Regions from separate parts of the Capra hircus genome. Here region 2 is linked to region 1. The links are chromatin contacts, called in public Hi-C maps. All regions are on one chromosome and are shown on one strand. Each heading gives the region's core, a stretch centred on a gene start, on an enhancer-like site or on the middle of the called end of the contact. The rest is flanking DNA. Distances are from core to core; before and after follow the strand shown.

Region 1 (3,092 bases), core at 556-3,055:
CAGTGGGTAAGGCAGGATTGGTTCAAGATCTCTTTCTTGGCTGCTCATTTGAATGTGCAAATGCACAATTCATTCATGCGTTGTTTCTCCCAGCTTTTCCCAGGATCTGATGGGTCTGTTCTTGTCATCTGGGGGCCAGCGCTGTTTTCTCATACCTTTTGGAAACACAGCTGGATGACAACAATCCTTCGTCTATCAGGCTTACCCCCGTACAAATACTTTACAGAGTCACTAGAAGACGAGCATAACCTGAAGTTTGAACCAGGAGCCCGAGATTTCAGATTTATCTTCTCTTCCTGGCTCCTTCCCTCCCTGGCTGTGGGAAACCTGTAAATTACTATACTTCAAGAGGACAAAACTGGAGTTAGATGAGGTAAGCAGGTGTGTTAAGACTTATCAGAGGCTGAGGTTACAGTTATAACCATGTGGTGGGAGTTCAACATATGCTTAGAAATCAGGAAACAGGATTAAAAATAGCTTCCTCTGAGGTTGTTCAGAGAGATTTATGTTTACTCTTTTAGTTCATCAAAGATAGGTATCAATGCCTGGCTCCCGATATCTGTACCTGTGTCTAGGTGTGCACCTCTGGGTCTACTGCTTGATTTGTTAATTAGGACCAACTCTCTCCGTTTATAACCAATGCGCCAGTGGCAAACTATTAATTACGCAGGGGTCATGTTAGCGTATCCTAAGTGTCTGGGCTTCCCAAATGGAAAAGGGGGCTGAAACTGTGTTTCTGTCATGGTTGTGAATGATATACTCCAGAAATTTCAAACCACAGAGCTGTGCATCATGTTTTAGACAGTGGCAATAGGAGGGTCGTCAGGTTTATCTAGTAGAGAATTTGTGAAAGAAAAGACAAAACTTTGGCCAATGGTGATATAATTAGAGTAAGAGAACCACTGCTGTAGGGAAACTGGAAGTTCAAGGAAGCCCAGGGCTGGATTCCAGTTTGGGGCCCCGGTTCTTGACTTTACTAATACTATACTATAGAAGTCGTTGGGCCTTTGTTTTGGGGTCTCCAGGAGGCAGCCTTGGGCTCCATCCTTACCAGTGGCAGCTAGATTCTTATCAAGGGCAGCTCACTTCTTAATTGATTTCTTAACGATGACGCGGGTGGGCTCTGGGAAAACCGAAGGCTCCTCCAGCAATACAGCCCCGATCCCTGAGTCACTAAGCGGCCGGAGTCCAGCATTCCCAGAGCCCTTTGAGGACACTGGCTCGGAGCCCCTTGCTCGCACGCACGCCCCTCCATCCGCTGCCTCACGTCCTGTGTGTCAGTCTTTGTGAATGAATGATGGACACGCACTTGGAAAACTATGCCGCTCCCGGGAGGGGGCGGGAGCGGGTGACCAAGTCCTCAAGAATGCGTGGAGAATCAGATGGACTTTCCCAAACTGCCGGGGTGGCCCGGGCACTAGCCAGCCCGCTCGCTCCGGGCTCTTCTCCCCCAAGTAGGGGGCTTCGCGGCCCGCCGGCTCTGCGCGCGGCTCCCAGGCGACCCGGCTGCAAGGCGCGAGAAGCCGAGGGCGCGGTGGGCGCGGAGGGCCCCGAGCTCCGCCCCGCTTCCTTTCGGTTTGGGCCGTGGCCGGCGATTGGCCGAGGGTCCCGGGCCCCGCCTCCCGGCCGCGCCCGCCTCTCGTCGCCCCGCCCCTCGTCGCCCCGCCCTTGAGTCCCCCCGACACCCCCCTCCCGCCCGGCAGAGATCCTGGGGGTGGGGGCCGGGCGCGCAGACCCACGGCCCGGGCCCGGCGCCGCGAGCTACGCCCCAAAGAGGAGGGGAGAGCGCGCGGGCGAGGGAGGGAGTCGGCTCTGGAGAGCGAGGGCGAGCGCAGGCGGCTGCCCGCGGAGAGGAGGGAGCCGGGCGCGGACGAGGAGGGAGCCGGCGGGGCGCAGGCGAGGCGGGGACCCGGCGCGCGCGCACTTTCCCGCAAAGTGCCAACTACCCCGGAGAGAGTTCCGGGCGCTCACCTTCTGGGCTCGGGACAAAGTCAGCGGAAATTTGAGATTTTAAAGAAGAAGGTCCGATTCCCCCGTCCCCTTTCCCCTGTTACTCATTCCCATTAAAAAGAAAAACAAGAATAACAGCAAACTCGCTCTAGCCCCGTCTGTCCCCCCTCCCCACTCCTGGCACCATGAAGGCGGCCGTCGATCTCAAACCGACTCTCACCATCATCAAGACGGAAAAAGTGGATATGGAGCTTTTCCCCTCCCCGGGTGAGTGGTGACTGCCGAGGCCCCCCAACCCCAGCCCTCGGCCTCTGGCCTGGGTCCCCTCCACTTCTCCCCCTGTGATCTTCCCTTCCAGGCAAGTGGTGCGTTTCTGCCCCAGCTGCTAAGCAGGCGATGCTGGTGGCAGCTGGAAAGATGTAGACAGGAGGAAGAGCTGGACTGTTGGTGGCCCGATACCTTTGTTGGGGGTGGTGGTGGTGGTATTTATTTTCACAGCTGTGTTTTTGTGAGTAGTGGGAAAAAGCTTTTAGAATGTCCAGCACCCCCATTCCTGTTTTCTTATTTTTCCAAATGAGCGGGAACCCTCTGGCCTTATTCCTTAACGTTAGTGAGGGTGGACACTGCCGCCTAGGACATCATCCTCTGACCCTGCCGACATCGCCCAGAGTTGGAGCTAGATGGAGAGCCCTGGGGAGTAAGAGCCCAAAGGGTGTCTAACTGGCTGGCCTTCAAGCGCATTTTCAAATGTCCTGCCTTCCTGAGCTCGCCTGTCACGTTTTTTTGCTGTCTAGTGTCTCTTTTCGGGGTTGAGGGTGTGGAGATGGATGCAGAGCTGAAATGATCATCTTAACTAGGGAAAACATCCCCATTCTGTTTATGCAGGTTACTTCATCCATCTTTCTAATCTGCCATTAATTTTTCCCTTGCTACCTAAGATCTATGGGAAAACCTCCCAACACCAAATGTGATTTTGGGTCTTTGGTTGGTGTGTTATCCAGCTCTTGAATTTGCAGAAGAAAGGGATAGGAAAGAAATTTCAGTCTGTCTTAGACACAGTTTTTGGTGCTGAGCAGCTTAATGGACTCTGGCACTCTAGAATTTCTGGAATAAAGCAGTTTGAGAAGAAAAGATGCTTTCTT
Region 2 (2,972 bases), core at 148-2,647, 110 kb before region 1:
TCCATAGGGTCACAAAGAGTCAGACACAGCGGAAGTGACTTATCATGCACGCACACAGACTTATTCCTTTAACCGCTATTGAGTGAATGCCTTACTATCTTTGGGGGTGAGGTGGGGGGAAGACCCACACGGCATCACGTCGGGTGGTGGCAGTGGCTGTTGCGCACGAGGGGCTGGAGAGCGGGGAGCGCCTGTGGAGCTCACACCGTTCTCCAAGGAGCCGTTGGGAAGCCTCACAGAGTGGGGCATCAATGACCCACAGCCAGGTCCAAGCTGACCACCAGTGCAGCCCCTGGGCCTGGCGCTCCCCTCTGCTGTGGCAGGAGGACCTGTGGTCTGCCAGTTGGTTCTGCATACGGACCATTCAGACAGCAAATTGAAAGTGGCTCTTGCCCAGGAAATCCAGTAGATGTGTTGTCCTGGTGACCCGATGGTGCCCTTTAGTCCCAAGGCCCCTGTTCAGGTATCCTCATCCTCCCTTAGATCTTTTCCTGTGATTAGTGAGACAGCAGCTCCCAGCATGAGTGTGTGTCTCTGACCTGTCTCTTTCAGCACTGCTTTCTTTGTTCCCCAGCCATCAGCCAGGAGCTCAAGGGAGGCCCAAAGCCTGACCCTGTCTTGGCCTCCTCCCATCTCAAAGAAAGCCCATGGCCACCTGGCTTTAGAAACCTCTTGTCTGGGGCTAACGGCATCTCACCAACAGTGTCAGCTCCAGTGACGCTGACGTTGGCGGTTAACAGTGGTGTCAAAGTTGCCTGGTGCCCAGATCACAGCTCTGAGTGTCTACCCACCTTGGTTCTTCAAAAACAGGAAGTCACCCCAGGCTGGTGTAAGTCAGCCCCAAACCCAGAAGCTTAGATCTCATTAGCGCTCAGAAAGTTGGTGTAAAACTTGGCAAGTTTGGTGTGTTTTTGCCTCTTCCAGAAGCCTAGGTGTTTCTTCCTGTCCTCACTCTCGGCTTCTTGGTTGAGACCTGGAGGAAGAGACAGTGGCAGGGAGGCTGAGCCCAGCCCAGGGGTTTAAAGACTTCTTGCTCTGCCCACAGATGGAGGATAAGGTCTCAGATCCTAGAACCTAGGGGTGCTTGTGTGTTTTTTGGTCCAAACAGCAGCCTCAGGACCAAAGTGATACATCCATGTATTTCACCATTAGGAGTAAAGATACTCTAAAAATACCAGTCGTGCTTTTTAGGAGGAATGCTTTTCACTTTGTTCTAAGCTGCTATTTGGGGGGTAGATCAAGATACAGACATGATGACTCAGGCTGCTGCTGATCAGGGCAGGAAGAAAAGAACAAGACCAGGGGGTCACGCCTGCAGCCTGTGTTCACGTCAGGACAAGAGCATCCTGCGTCAGACGCGCAGGCTGAGCCTGGATCATCTCCCCCGGGTCAGGTGACAGGGTGCAGCCCACACATCTAACGGGCATAAGACTTCTCCCCCCTGGTCTGCTGCAGGCATACATGCCCTCTGTCTTCCTCATCTTCTAACTTCCATCCACTCTGATCTCTTCGCCTCTTCTGGATCAGAATTCCTTTCTGTGGAAATGAGTGGCCTAGAGGTCTGAGAGAGGGAACATAGAGAATAAATGTGTTATCTTGCTGGTTGTCACCGAGATGTGGCTGGCACTTCCCTTGCATTTGATGATCAGCTGCAGAGGGCTTCCCAGGTGGCTCAGCAGTGAGGAATCTGCCTGCCAAAGTAGGAGATATGAGTTCGTTCCCTGGGTTAGGAAAATCCCTTGAAGAAGGAACGGCAGCCCACTCTGGTATTCTTGCCTGGAGAATCCCATGGGCAGCAGACTCTGCAGGCTACAGTCTGCAGGATGGCAAAGAGCTGGACTAAGCAACTAAAAATGTCATAACCTGGAAAGGGCTTCACAGGTGAAGCTGACTTCTGGGGAGAGAAAGGGGGATTTGAAACCAAGATCCAAGAAATAAATCCAAGAAAGGGAGGTGGTGGGAAGGATTCCTGCTGGATAATCTCTGAGCACTGCTCCCTGCTAGGGGAGAGCAGACTTGCTTCCCCCAGCTCTCTCTGCCCCACCGCCATCCCCAGCCTCCCCGTGTGCCATCTTGGAAACAAGCATGCATCAAGGACTCCAGACTCCTCCGGGCTCTGCTGTGCTTTGTGGCCCAGAGGAGGGTGACTGGGTGGGAGAGAAGTCGAGAAACTTTGCAGTTTTGTCTGGGGACATTTTCGAAGTCATGTTTTAAGAGACAGATCACATCCGATGCAACACGAACCCATGGCCAAGCCGTGAGATGCATATGTTCTCAGGCTCTGGAACCCTATGGGAAATTTTCTATAGGCCCCCACAGCCTGGGAAACTGGCCTGGAGGTTTTATAGAGTGACTAATATCCTACAGGGATCCTCCGGGTCCTAGGACTCGCACTGAGGTCAGTAAATCAGCCCCTCTTAGAGCAAAACCCCTGGGACCATCCGTGTCCATCTGGAAGAAACTAGTCACAGAAGAACAGATTGAGGACTTTAAATTCTCTTTCCCACCTCTCACCCAGCCGTGTGTTTACACATCATTTTATATCTTCTGTTGGGAAATCCCAAAGCCCCTGAAAGGCACACAGAGATTCTCAAGCTTCAGGCAAAGGTATAAAAATGTTGGATGAAGGGAAGGGAGTGGTGCTGGAGAAAAAAGGAGAGAGAGAAACAGAGAGACAACACAGAAAGAAGTGAAATGGCCAAGGAGAGGCTGAGTCTCGTCTTAGCATTATAATGCTGAGATTATATTATTATATAATGTTCTATATATTATATAATGTTATATATTTTTTCTTTTTTAAATATAAATGTATTTTAATTGGAGGTTAATTACTTTACAATATTGTATTGGTTTTGCCATACATCAACATGAATCCACCACGGGTATATTATTATATAATGTTATATAATAATATATATAATAAATGTAATATTATATAATGTTATATAATATTATAACGAATGGTCCAGTCA

The links. A called contact is a pair of places that touch in the nucleus more often than the background predicts.
Region 2: a Hi-C map of blood shows a contact between it and region 1, with 2.4 times the contacts expected there. The contact joins the enhancer-like site here to the promoter of ETS1 in region 1. A contact is called at or near these places in 2 of 5 Hi-C or Micro-C datasets (both in blood).

What each region holds. Positions count from the first base shown.
Region 1 is chr29:31,205,546-31,208,637 of ARS1.2, reverse strand. ETS1 (ETS proto-oncogene 1, transcription factor) reads left to right here and starts at 1,805. Exons shown (of 8, transcript NM_001285769.1): 1 at 1,805-2,217. The coding sequence starts at 2,136.
Region 2 is chr29:31,319,901-31,322,872 of ARS1.2, reverse strand. No RefSeq gene overlaps it. Among named protein-coding and RNA genes, the nearest start is that of FLI1, 48 kb to the left of the region's middle. Within about 2 kb of position 1,397, at least 1 of the 5 cell types and tissues checked has an H3K27ac peak or open chromatin away from gene starts, as enhancers often do.